2 separate regions of the Gossypium raimondii genome follow, and region 1 is linked to region 2. The links are chromatin contacts, called in public Hi-C maps. All regions are on one chromosome and are shown on one strand. Each heading gives the region's core, a stretch centred on a gene start, on an enhancer-like site or on the middle of the called end of the contact. The rest is flanking DNA. Distances are from core to core; before and after follow the strand shown. Region 1 has its middle 17 kb from the start of LOC105767790. Region 2 holds the start of LOC105767830 (thaumatin-like protein 1b).

The links. A called contact is a pair of places that touch in the nucleus more often than the background predicts.
Region 1: a contact with region 2 is called in a Hi-C map of leaf, with 2.3 times the contacts expected there. The contact joins the enhancer-like site here to the promoter of LOC105767830 in region 2. A contact is called at or near these places in 2 of 2 Hi-C or Micro-C datasets (both in leaf).

Annotation. Positions count from the first base shown.
Region 1 is chr4:17,402,179-17,409,254 of ASM2569854v1, reverse strand. No RefSeq gene overlaps it. Among protein-coding and RNA genes, the nearest start is that of LOC105767790, 17 kb to the left of the region's middle. Within about 2 kb of position 4,219, the one cell type or tissue checked has open chromatin away from gene starts, as enhancers often do. A contact at or near this core is called in leaf, where this site is marked.
Region 2 is chr4:17,077,102-17,083,927 of ASM2569854v1, reverse strand. LOC105767830 (thaumatin-like protein 1b) reads right to left here and starts at 4,616. Exons shown (of 1, transcript XM_012587401.2): 1 at 3,883-4,616. The coding sequence starts at 4,608. The coding sequence ends at 3,883. LOC105767894 reads left to right here. Exons shown (of 10, transcript XM_012587463.2): 9 at 172-266; 10 at 356-2,070. The coding sequence ends at 451.

The DNA.
Region 1 (7,076 bases), core at 2,970-5,469, 330 kb before region 2:
ATCTGAGATGTTGATGTAATTCAATATGTCCTACTGATATAAAGGGGACTCAACTATAAATAGGGAGGCCTTGCTCAATTTCATTTGTATCATTCAACTTTGAGTAAACATATAGTGAGAAGATTTACTCCAAACTTTCTTCAGTCTTTTTCCTTTCTTGCTTATTTCACTTTAGTAGCTTTCCAGCTTCAGTCCCTTGGAGAATTCTTTAAGATTCTAAACTTCAAACATACCTATACTATATATTAAGCCCTTAACTGAATTGATTTCATGAATCAACTGAGCACAACTTGATTGGGCAGTAACTAAAATACCATTATTTTATAAAAGTAAATTATATTATTTTTAGGGTATTTTTTTACATCTTTTATATAAAAATAAAAAAATATACACACATAGTAGAATTTGAATCTAAGACATGATTTTCAAATCTTTTTTCTGTACCATTTCAATCAAAACTTAATTTATTTTAAAATTAATTTTTATAAATATATTTATTATATAATTTTGTTTTTTATATCATGGATGTACTATAGTTTAATAATTTAAATTTTTTTCCTTTGTTTCATTCTTTAAAAAAATCAATCTAAAGATTTTGACATTTTCAATTTTAATTATTTTTCAAATTCCTTTTTTCATAAACAATCTAAATTTTAAAAATCCTTTTCTAAATTGAAAGAATAACCAAAATTTCAAAAAAATATAAAACCTTTGAAATCTAAATATACAAAGAAAATTTGAAGTTCGAAAACCACAACCTTTTAATTAATATCTCAAACCCAAAAGAAAAGCTTTCTACTTTCATATTAAAATAAAATTTTGACACTACAAATCAATTTTTTAATTTTTAGTGAAGATTTGATTTTACCTAATTTTAACTTCTATTCCAAAATTTTAACGATTTTGATTTTATTTTATTTGTTAATCGATTTTATCTATTGAAAAGATAGAAAAGAAATGTGGCGGACAAGAAAAGGAAAAAAGAAGTTAAAAGTATGCTCTAAATTGATACTTTTTGCATATTTGGAATATTGAAAAATTAATTTCGTTATTTTTCAAATTTAGACATATAAGTTCAATTGTTAATATTATTAATTATTTTTATTATAAATTTTAGTTTATTACAACATCAATTTTTTTATATGGCTATTAACTAAGTTTTTTAATTCAAAACATTAAACCAGTGAATTTAAACAAAATAATTGGGATTAACAATTCAACTTGAATTTAGAAATCTTAAAATGGAGGACTAAATTCTAAAATAAAAGTAAGTTGACTAAATTTTAAATGTGTGAAAAGTATAGATGGAGTATGTTTTACCTAAATAATAAAATATAAATAGTATTACCAAATAATAAATCAAAGCTAAAATTAGTGATAAATCAAGGACTTAATTCACGATTTGGCCTCCAAAGTATACTCGTTTTTCACTTTGGTATCTAAACCCTTTTTTTTCTAATTTTGTACCTAAACTATCCTCCTATTATGATTTTTAATCCAAAAGTTAGATGAGTTAAAAAAAATCATCCGATTAGAGAATGCCACATAGTAGTCTTCATATTTTCATAAAAAATATTACTTCAATTATTTTTACTTAAATATATATTTATTAAAATTAAATTTAATAATAATAAATTATTTTTCAATTCATTTGTTTCACATTTTCTTTTCCTTTCTTTCTCTCCCATTCATCTTCTTCCCCATTTCATATTCTTATTTACTCCATCTTTCTGATACGAGCTTAGAATTTCCAAAAATAAGTATAGAAAAGGAAGAAGAAAACCAGAGAGAAAAGAGAGAATTCAGGAGGATGAGAATACTATTTTCATTCATAACTTCCAACCCTTTCCTCAACAGCTTAAAAGGGTAGAATAATGGCTTCCAATTAGTTTGACAGCTTGTAGTGACAACTGTGTACATAATACGCTCCATTTTAATTAAGAAACATAGATGAAAAACACACCATTTTAACTCACTAAAACAACACAGTTCCACTAAACTAAACCTATAAAAAGCGCACCATTTGACGAAACAATAATAAAAGTAAAAAACATAACATAATTTCAATTTCATGACCATTGAAGCTTTCCTATCGTATCAATTTCTCCCATACGTAAGGGATCTTTGTCCTCAAGGATCAAACTAGGGATAGAGCTACTGGAATTTGTAAAAGTGTTCCCAAGTAGCATCCTAGGGAAACGTGTTTTCCCATTCAACCAGTATTTCCGTAACAACATTACTTCCTCGCTTCACCATTCTTCAATTTAATATTTGGACTGGTATCTTCTGAAGAGTGCGATCTGACCCAACTAAAGGCAAATATTGCTGTGTGAGGACAAGAACAACATGTTCCTTGAGTTGAGAAACATGAAATGTATGATGAATCCGAGAGCCTTCAGGTAGTGCCAATTTGTAAGCAACTTGCCCCACTTGTGTTGCTACTGGAAAGGGTCCAAAATATTAAGGGAAAAGCTTCTAGTTATAGTGCTTCCTCAATGAGTGCTGATGATAGAGTTGTAATTTTAAGTAATCATAATCCCCAATTTGAAACACCCTTTCACTCCTCCTGCGGTCTGCTAATTGTTTCATATGGTCTTGTGCCCTTCTGAGGTGAAAATTTAAAAGTTTCCTAGCTATTTCCCTTTGTTGAAGGCTATGGCTTACTGCTGCTACTAAAAAATTTCCAACTAAGTACAGTAGATGGTGATGGGGTTCCTGCCCGTACAAGGCCTCGTAGGGAGTTTTTTGAATGGCTGAATGGTAGGTGGTGCTGTACCACCATTCAATAAGAGGTAACCAAAAGGACCACTATTTAGGCCTTTCTCCAGCCATACAATGCAAATAAGCCTCTAAGAAATGGTTAAGCACTTCAGTTTGGTCATCCATTTAAGGATGGTAGGCTCTGGACATGTGGATATCAGTGCCAAGGCGTTTGAAAAGTTCTTTCAAAAACTTGCTAAGAAAGACCGAGTCCCTATTTGATACAATGGTGCAGGGAGGACCATGCAGTTTATAAGTATGATCTAAATAAGCTTAGGCCACTATAAGTGCTGAAAATGGGTGAGTAAGAGCCACAAAATGGCCATACTTGGTCAATCAGTTGACCCCAACTAGAACATTGTCTTTCCTTTTCTAGCTTGGGAGGCCCTCGATAAAATTTAAATTTACTGCAGACCATACTTGATCAAGTATAGGTAAGGGTTCAAGTAGGCTAGTAGAAGCAGCCTGGTCAGATTTGCAAGCTTAGGAAATGGGGCACTTCTTCACCCATTCCTTGATGTCATTGGAAAGGCCTTTCAAATAGGGTAAACTGGCCATTCGATATTTGGTAGCATGGACTCCAAAATGCCCTCCAGCTACCCCCTATGGAAATGGTTGAAGAGGTAATTCCTAAGAGTGTCATAATTGCCCGTTTCAACTTTTCCTTTCCTCCTCAAAACCTGTCCATTCCACAAGTACTTAGGGTAAAGGTGTGATTGTTGTTGAACCTCTAAGCAAAGTTGATGTAGTTTAGGATCTGCTAGTGAGGAAGCTAAAATCCTAAACCATATTTTAGACCAAATGATACTACTAGTGCATTGCAGGAGTTGTCCCTCTTCTATTTGTGGTCTTCGAGATAAAGCATCTGCTACTACGCTTTGAGTTCCCCTCCTGTATGTCACCAAGTAATCACGGCCAAGCATTTTAGCAACCCATTATTTTTGGTAAGGAGTAATGGTATGTCCATTAGTTAGAAATTTCAAACTTTGATGATTTTCCCGTATGTGAAACCTTTTTCCCACAAGATAGGGGAGCCACCTTTTTACTGGTAGCAGAACAACCAACATCTCTTTGTTATATATGGACAAGGTTTGATGCTTGATCTCTAAGGCTTTGTTGAAATAAGCTAGAGATCGTCCCTTCTATTGCAAGGCTTCCTTAATACCTTGACTATTGGCATCCGTGTGAATGCAGAGTTTGGTGTTGAGATTGGGTAGGGCTAGAATTGGTGTCAGACACATTGCTGACTTGAGCTGTCGGAAGGCTGCCTAAACTTCAGAAGACCAATGCCGCTTGACATATTTTTTTTAACAAATTGGTTAAGGGATGAGCTAAGGTGCCATAATCTTTTATAAATTGTCTATAATATCCAAGAAGTCAAAGAAACCATTGAAGCTCCGTAAGGCAAGTAGGGGTAGGCCAAGTAAGTACCGCTTCCACCTTAGTGGCATCTATGCCCATTGATCTTTGGAAATGATGTAGCCCATATATTCAATTTCAGTTGGGCCAAAAGTGCATTTGGACCATTTAGCATATAATTTATGTTGTTATATGATTTGTGGGGCTGTTCAAAGATGCTCCAAATGTGATGGCCAATTGTCCAAGTACACAAGGATGTCATAAAAAACTACTAAGACAAACTTCCTCAAGAAGGGCTTGAAAATAGAATTCATCAACGATTGAAAGTTGGAAGGGGCATTGGTTTGTCTTAGTAGGTTTATGAATGTATTTATCCCACGAGCAAATATGGTAGTACCCGGATCGTAAATCAAGCTTGGAAAAATAGGAAGCAGTCCCTAGTTCATTAAGTAGTTCTTTTATAACCGGAATAAGGAAGGTATCCTTGATGGTATATTGATTTAGCTGCCTATATTTCACACAAAGGCGTCAACTACCATCCTTCTTTTTCATCATAATAATGGATGATGAATAAGGGCTACAATTGTCTCGAACGACCCCAGCTTCAAGCATTTCCTTTATGAGCCTCTCCATTTCACACTTTTGCACAGTAGGATACCTATATGGCCTAACCTTCACTACCACATTTTTATCCTTGATGGGAATACAATGTTCTTGCAATCGGTGAGGTGGATATTCCTTTAGAGAATGGAGAACATCTTTAAATTCACCCAATACCAATTGCAGATCCTCACTGTCAACCAAGCCTGACATGTGTAAAAGGGTGCACATACTCGATGTGATGAGAAATGGATAAGGACTCTTGACTATTCAGATGCACCAACTTAGTGCTTTAAGTAGCTGTTATAATATGAATGGCTCCTAGAAGTATTCCTTTCAGAGTACATCATTAATCATTGTATTCAAACTGTATAGTAAGAGAACTGAAATTGCAGATGATGGACCCCAAAGTGGTTAACCATTCAATACCAAGAACCAAGTCGCATCCCTTGAAAGCTAAGACTAGGAAATTTGTTACAAACTACTGAACTTGTGCCTACCACTATACAAACCTACACACACCCTAAGTAGACATGATTCCCCCATCAACAATAGTGACTTGCAGCCTAGTAGAGAGTTCCACAAGGAGGTTCATTTGTTGAGCTAACTTGGCATCAACAAAATTGTGGGTGCTTCCAGAGTCCACTAGTATTATGACATTGGAATTCCCTATTTGTACTGCCATCCTCACGATTTTTGACCCTTGAGACCCCTGTAGGGCATGGAAAGACATAGTCAATGGTGTACAAGTCTCCTCCTTTTGGCCATTAGGTTCAAGTTGATCCAGATAGTCTTGATACTCACCAGATTAGGGATTCTTAGCTTTACTTTCTACATCAGACTGAGGCTCTACAATCAATTGATACAATTGGGGCTTAGTACACTTATGGCCAGGAGTGTACTTAGCTACAAACCAAAAGCACAACCTATTCTTTCTCCTATCTTCCATCTCACATTGAGAAAGAAACTTAACAAGTCCCTTGTGACCACCATTTGTAGATGTAGGTCCACTCTGTCCTACAGTAGATCCAATCGATGGCAACATTCTAGGTGTTGAAAACAATGTTAGAGTCTTGCTAGTACCTGATTGAGGATACTCCTTTGATTGATGGTTATGTACATAATATTCTCCACATGTTGAGCAACAAGAAAGCCTTCTACTAATGACTTGGGCTTGAAGAGTTGCAAATATTAGCCTACTTCTCACTACAGGTTACTGACAAATATGCTAAGAGCATAACTTTCAAGCAAATGTAATTGGTTCAACAAGCTTACAAAGGCATCATGGTACTGATCAACACTACCTTGTTGTTTAAGTGAAACCAACTCAGCCATGGGGTCCAAAACAAATTGGACCCGAATCTCTCCTTCAGGCTTCATGCGTATACATCCCAGATAAGTATATGAAGGCCACCTTACCTTTAAGCAAAAAATTTGTGCCAATCTAGAGCGTTACCTTCTGAGTGAAGCATGACAATTCTTATTTTGACATGATCCAAGACTCCTTTAGCCTCTAAAAATTGCTCCAACTTCGACCACTAGCTCCTGAAGTTGGTCCTATCAAATTGTAGCATAATATTCTCTACTTGTTGAGAAACGAGAAAGCCCTCTACTAATGACTTGGGCTTGAAGAGTTGCAAATATTGGCATACTTTTCACTATAGGTTACTGACAAATATGCTAAGAGCATAACTTTCAGGCAAATGTAATTGGTTCAACAAGCTTACAAAGGCATCATGGTACTAATCAACAATACCCTGTTGCTTAAGTGAAACCAACTCGGCCATGGGGTCCAAAACGAACTGGACCCGAATCTCTCCTTCAGGCCTCATGCATATAAATCTCAAGTAAGGACATGATGGCCACCTTACCTTTGAGTAAAAAAAATTGTGCCAATCTTTTGCAGCTGAAAGATCTCTTTCTATAAGTGACCTATTTCCTTCTGCAATTGAGTGGTGACACCCTTGTTGGCCATGGAGAATCGATGGCTTTGATACCCTTGATACGAGCTTAAAATTTCTAAAAATAAGTACAAAAAAGGAAGAAGAAAACCAAAGAAAAAAGACATAATTCAAGAGGATAAGAATACTGTTTTCATTCATAACTTCCAACTCTTTTCTCAATAGTTTAAAAGGTCAGAATAACAACTTCTAATTAGCTTGGCAGCTGGTAGTGACAACTGTGTACATAATACACTCCATTTTAATTAGGAAACATGAAAGAAAAAGCACTGTTTCACCTCACTAAAACAACATCGTTTCACTAAATTAAACTCTGTAAAAAACGCCTCGTTTGAAGAAACAATAATAAAAGTAACGAACATAACAGAATTTCAATTTCATGACGTTTAAGCTTTT
Region 2 (6,826 bases), core at 3,367-5,866:
ATTTTCCTGTCTTCTTATCACCTGCAAAATCTGTTTAATTTCTAGAAAGAAATATATGTTATTTTGATGAATTTAGGTTCTACTTAAGACCTCTAATGCTTTTAATTTCCATGGTTTCACCAGAGAAAGAACTCTTCATCGTTCTTCTAAACCCAGCTTAATTTGGAACAGGTAAACATGCTTCATCATTATCAAGCAAAACTGGCTGTAATTTAGTCAGACAAGTAGGTAATAAGAAGGAAGGCAAGCCAAGAATTCATCTTAATGTGAGTAGCCACTCAAATTCTTGGCCAACTTGTCTTAAACTATTTGCTCATAGCTATCATTAAAAGGTTTGATAATATTGTTTTTATAGGGTGCTAGATTTCCATTGAAATCTGGTGAAGGACCTCGGCGGCTAAAAATTATGCGGTATCTTGGTCTCACAGCTCCAATGGGATCTCCCTTCTAATCAATCACTCATTTAAAACTTGCTACAAAATGTTGTAAAAATGTCCAATTTTTAGTTCATATTACTACCATATGATTATTTTTATATTTACGTTTAGTAGGTCCATTGTTTGTTGTCAATGAATGTGTTTGATAATGCATAGTAAATTTTTACTATTGAAGAAGAAATTTTTTTATAGTTTAATTATTTTAATGCGTTTGATAACTCATACTAAATATTACTTAATACGAAATTTCAAACAAAAAAGTGTTAAATGTAGATAGAGAGTTTCTTATGGTTTGGAATTTAGTTTGTAGGCAGAGAAGTTCTTATAGTTTAGAGTTTAGGGTTTTAGGTTTGTTCTGGTTTGGGGTTAAGGTTTAAAGGTTTTAGATTTAGAACTAGGCATACGGTATGAGATTTGAGGTTTGGGTTTAGAGATTTAGTATTATGCTTACGGTTTAGGATTTAGTATATATGAACTAAATTAGATATTTAGATTTAAGTCTATTCAGCATTCTCTAAAATCCTAACTATTTCCAAATTATTTCCCCATCTCTAAAATTGAATTTTAATTATTTTTTCCCCATCTCCTTTAGGGACTTATTGTACTACTATTTCCATTCAATGACAGTATGTATTAATTAGGTGATGGAAGTGCAATTTGATGATGGGAAAGGTTCTCGGTGATGTTCTGTCTGTATTTGATTTTATTGCCATTTCCATTAGCCATATGTGAAAAGCTTGTTTCATTCATAGATTATAATATGATGATTGACCGGTTCACATCAATGTTATATTGTGAGTTCTGTGATGTTTCCAAAGAGGTTAGTTATGCTTCAACTTGATAATTTGAGATTTATTCTATTCTTGGATATGTTTCGAGTGCCATGCTGTTGAAATTTCTAAAGATTGATTTGTTTGATTAAGGTTTCCTGGTGATATGGGTAGCGGTTAATGATGACATTTTTTTTGGTGTTATCTCAAGCTTTTTGTTTGGTCTTGTTACCATAGGTGGCAGAGTTGTTTGGATCAATAATTAAGTGGGATCATGTTTGGAATGTAAGGCATGGAGTTGTGTTTCGTCATGTGGCATCATTTATTTGTTTGAAGAGGATTATAGAGTTGTGTTATTATGTGTTTTTATCTCAGTTATGGCATAAAGGTGTAAATGCTTGAGACTCTGGAATTTTTGCTGAAACAGAATGCATTTCTTGTCACTGAGTCAGACATTTGTGGTGTTATTAATTAGGTTATTTCTGTTCTGCTTGAGCTTGGACTCCATGGGAAAGTAATAAAGATATAGATGGTTTAGTTAGAGTCATTGGTAGTGTTTGCTTTGTAAACTGCCTAGGGAGGTAAATTGTACTGTTGATGCCTCGGCCAAGCTGGTATTGACAGAACCAGCATGTTTAAAACCTGATGATGGCTGCTTATGATGGAGATGCAGCTGCATTGTTTCTTTGTTGATCAAAGTTCTCTATAGTTGTGTTGTTTAGTTTGCAGAATGTTGTATTGGCATCGTAGTTGCTGCCATTCTGCTTGGAAGTCTCTTGTAAACTCGAGCTACAAAGCTTTCAAGTTTTTTTTGTAACTCCGATTTATTTAATAAAATATGATTTGGCTTATAAAAGAATCAATATTTGTTTTCTACAAAGCTTGTTTTTCTTTTCTGTTTAATTTAACATTTCTTTTTCATTGATAGTAGAAACCTCCAAAAGTTTACACAACTAGTATTTGTCCTTTTCCTATTAAGAGAACCCATTGATGTTGAAGAGGAAATGCATTCAATCTTTCCTAGCTAAACAATGTAAAAGTGTAGAATTTATAAGGACTATCATAATAAATTTAAGAAAATATATGGTTATGTTTCTCTTCTATATCTCCAAAAGATAGGTGAAAATCATTACCCTTTTACTTGTCTTAGGAACTTCCTTGTCCCGTACTGGAATTTGTTATCTTCTTTCTTGATTGATATATTTGTTTATTTTGTTTTCATTCATTATCATAAAATGTTGTCATTGTAAACTTGCAACAAAATTTATTTTTTATCCATCAAAAGAAATAATCTTGGCAAGATTTGTAATTAGTTTTTCCTTTCAAATTTTACACCCTATAACAAGTTTCACTTAATTCAATAATCAAGAAAAGTGAACAGTGAAATTTTCTAATAAAAATATAATATATTTTATCAGTTTAAATTTTAATTATTAAACAGTTTAATATTTCAATTTATTAAAGATTCACCACAAAATTTGTGAGTTTGAGATATCATTTTGTAGGTATAATGATTTATTTGGACTTTCAAATTTTTATAAAAGAGTCATTTTAGTCTTCTATTTATTTTTTGCCTTTTGTAGCCTTTATAATTACACTGTTTGTCAAATTATCTCAAAATAGACAAAAAATTAATTTCTGTTTACTTTGCTAACATGGCATACATATGAACCCTACGGCAACAATTAATTAATTTTAAATTTTAAAATAAAAATAATTATAAAAATTTAAAATAATAAAATATTTTTAAATTTTTAAAAAAATAATTAATTGCTAACATTTTATATGTGGACTGCAACATGGATGTCATGTCAACAAAGTGAATAGACGGTTAACTTTTTTTATTTATTTTGGGATGATTTAACGAACAATGCAAGTTTAAAGGCTAAAAGACTAAAATGACTTTTTTTATAAAGTTGGAGGACCAAATAAGTTATTATACCATTGTTTTATTTATGCTAATGGGCTGTGGCCACATGGTATATGTATCTGTGTTCAATCTTAAAATCTCAAGAGCACGGAAGCTGGGGTTGCGCCTTATCATCCTTGACTTGGACAGCTTAGTTGCGACGCAGCTTATTCGAAACAGGTTATCAGCACAGCATCACTCCGAGGTTCTTCGAACTATTATTGGTCTCCTACAACTACCTCGGAAAGCTAAAAGTGCAACACACGTATAAAGAAGGGAACAAAGTGGCTGATCGATTAGCGTCGATGGCATACTCATGCTCGCTGGGGGTCCATTCCTTCTTGTACCTACCGGATGAAGTTCTTCAGCATCTACATAATGATAGCGTCGGTTTAGCTTGTCCACAGCTAGGTTGATTTTAGTGGATTTTCTCCTCTTGTACACACATACACACACACACAAAAAAAAAGAGGATTTCGGACTAGCAGTCGAATAAAAAAGAGTACATCTTTTTTTTTGTTTTTTGAAAAGAGGTTAGCAACATTAATCCCCTCACCCTGATAGATTTTCGTAAAAAGCAAATGGCTGTCCACTAAATGTAATAAAAGCCGACCTTAATACCATATTAGATGGGACATGAAAATAACAGGATAAAAAGTAAAATTAGAAAAACTATAAGAATGTGCAAAACATATAAACAGCAGTACTAACATTTTCTTTATTAATGAATGCAAAACAGATAAAGCCTACTCCTGCTGCTAAGGTTTCATGGACAGAAAGTGATAAGGTAATTAGGTGCACCAGAGCAGGTAAAAATGCTAGTTTTATCATCATAAGCGTAACTATAAGCCTGAGGGCACTGGTTCTTGAAAACCATCGAGTAATTTGTGGGTTCACATTTCTGGGGTGAATTATATTCACCAGAGCAACAGTACTTAGGCTGATTGAAAGCTAGGCATGCGCTTTTGCAGGCTATGGCATTCCCACAAGATGCTTTAACAATCAGCTCTGGTGGGCAAATTGCATTCACATTTGCCGAACAGCTAGTTATGGTGCAGTTTGGACCCGAGCCGCTTTGTGGGGTTACTGAAATCGGCAAGTTAAAGCCATCTACTAGGCTGATATCATAGAAATCTTGTCCTCCATTTGGTGCTAGAGTGAACTCTACAAGGGTTGCAGGAGGGACAGCACCTACACCATTGCAGGCAACCTGGCCCGACCCACAGTTTGCAGTGGCACAAGTGAACAATCCGGAGGAGGTTGAGCATTGGGTTCGAGCCCAGAGTCTGCCTGACCAAGGAGCAATAACAGTAATGGCATTCCATGCCTGTGGGGCTAACTCGAACCCAGTGTTGGACAATTGAGGTATACCAGCGCCAGTAAGTGTTCCTGGCCAGACAGTGAATGGACAGTTGTTTCTAGTGTAGAGAGTTGCCATGTGAGACTCTGCAATATAAGAAAATGATAAAAATTCTAGAACCATTACAAGCATTTAAGCATTAAATCTTGCAAATGAAATGGTGATGAGTTACTAGAGTTGCAGAGAAAGAATGGTACTTGAGGTTTGTTTGTTACCTGAGATTAGGGTAAGCAAGGAAAGGCCAAAGATCCATGACTTCATCTTTGCTTAAACAATTGATTAATTAATTGTTTCCTTTTCGTTATTTAAAGAGCCTTAGTATAAGAACTGATAAGCATGCCCCGGAAACAATATAATCTTCAATGCATACGGAATTGGATTTTAACATGGACTATATAGACTTCTATCGCAACTAACTTTGAAAAAGTCATGATTATATTTAATTTTACTAGAACTAACGCTGCTTACGCTGGTGTTTTCTATTTTAAACAAAAATAATTTTGAATTAAATTCTACTAAATTTTTTATTACGAAATACTAATCAATGTTCAGTGTTATAAGATAAGGAGAGTAAGAAAGGAAAAAATTTATGGATGTTAACAAATTTTTTAAGTTTATATTTATAAATATAATAAATATAAATAAAATAAAAATCTATTTCTAATATATATTAAAGTTCACGGTACATCAAATGTCTTATTCTAGTGGGCATTCACTTCTATAATAATAAAATATTTATAACACTCCTTGGATGTCCATCTATGGATAATGTGTCTTATTAAACCTTATTAAGAGAAAAACCTTATGAAAAAAAAATCCTTAGTGAACGAAAAAAAGTACACATATCTATAATACACATCACATATTGCCTCATTAAAAACCTTACTAATAAAATCTAGTGGGACAATGTAATAGCCTGATTTTCAGTGATGCCGGAAACAATGGTTCGAGGCCACCAAATCCGGCAAGTAAGCTCGTAAATTTTATTATTTAATATTTACGAGTCAAATATGATTTTAGAAAGGTTTTTGAATTAGTAATTTGTGTTTTATAATGATTTATTCGGTTAGTGGTTTTAGAAAATGAGGTATCGGGACCTTGTTTCTATAAACTGAGCTGTAAATATTTTTATAAATATTTACGGAATGTCAATAAGGTAGTGTTAAAGTTTCGTTGAAAAAATTTATTGTTTTGGTAGTTAATTAATTAAAAGGAATAAATTGAAAATGTGCAAAATTTGCTAATTATAATAATTAAGTGATTAAATCGCATGTTTAATAAATAAGGAAGGATCTAAATAGCAATTTTGCCTAAAGGAAAAGGATGAGGCGGCATAAGAGAAGAAAATAATAAAATAAAGCCATTTAATGGCAAAATGGTAAGTAAATTGAAATTAAATAAGACAAATTGAATTTAAAAGAATTTGTAGACATTTCTTCTTCATATTTTCGGTCCAAACAGAGAAGGGGGAGAGCTCAAGCTGGTTTTCCTATTTTTGCTACAGATCAAGATCGGGTGAAAAATCGAGGAAAATAGAAAATTAACAAAATGCCCCTGAATCTTGGTATTTCTGCATTTAGCTAGGTAAGTTTGTATGAACTATATTCTGTATAATTTTGATTAAAGTGAATGTTATTTGGTGATGTATATTATATATATGTGTGTTCTATTGTTGGAATTGAATTATTATTGGAAATATATTATCGAATTTAATACTCAGTTTTGATTGAACGCGGGATTAAGTACAGTCGTTCTATGCCAAAGGATGAATTGACGGATAAGACCATAATTGGGTTATGACACTATGAACGTAAGACAATGGTTGGACCATGGCAGTATTTATATGTAAGACCATAGCTGGGCTATGACATTCTGATGATAAGACCATAATTGGGTTATGGCACTATGAATGTAAGACCATGGTTGGACCGTGACAGTGTTTATATGTAAGACCATAGCTGGGCTATGACATTTTGATGATAAGACCATAACTGGGTTATGGCACTACAAATGTAAATGATGAATTGACGGAAAAATGTCAATGATGAATTGACGATAAATTAGCCAAGTAAACTAAGGTTCAGCATTTGTTGCGAATATTCGTGTTTACTATCTGTTTAGCTCTCATGAGCTTCTGTTTAGCCTTCGGGCTTCTAAAAATGATGTACTCATATCCGTAAGTTGTTCTTTGAGAGGTAAAATATCGCGAGTTTTCTTGAATGATATATATGTATATGAAGAAATGGTAAGAGAATGATATGTATTATGATATGAATTTATATCAATACCTTGATATGTTGATATATGAAAATTATGTAAGTGGAGACAAGTAATAAACTCAAGTGTAACA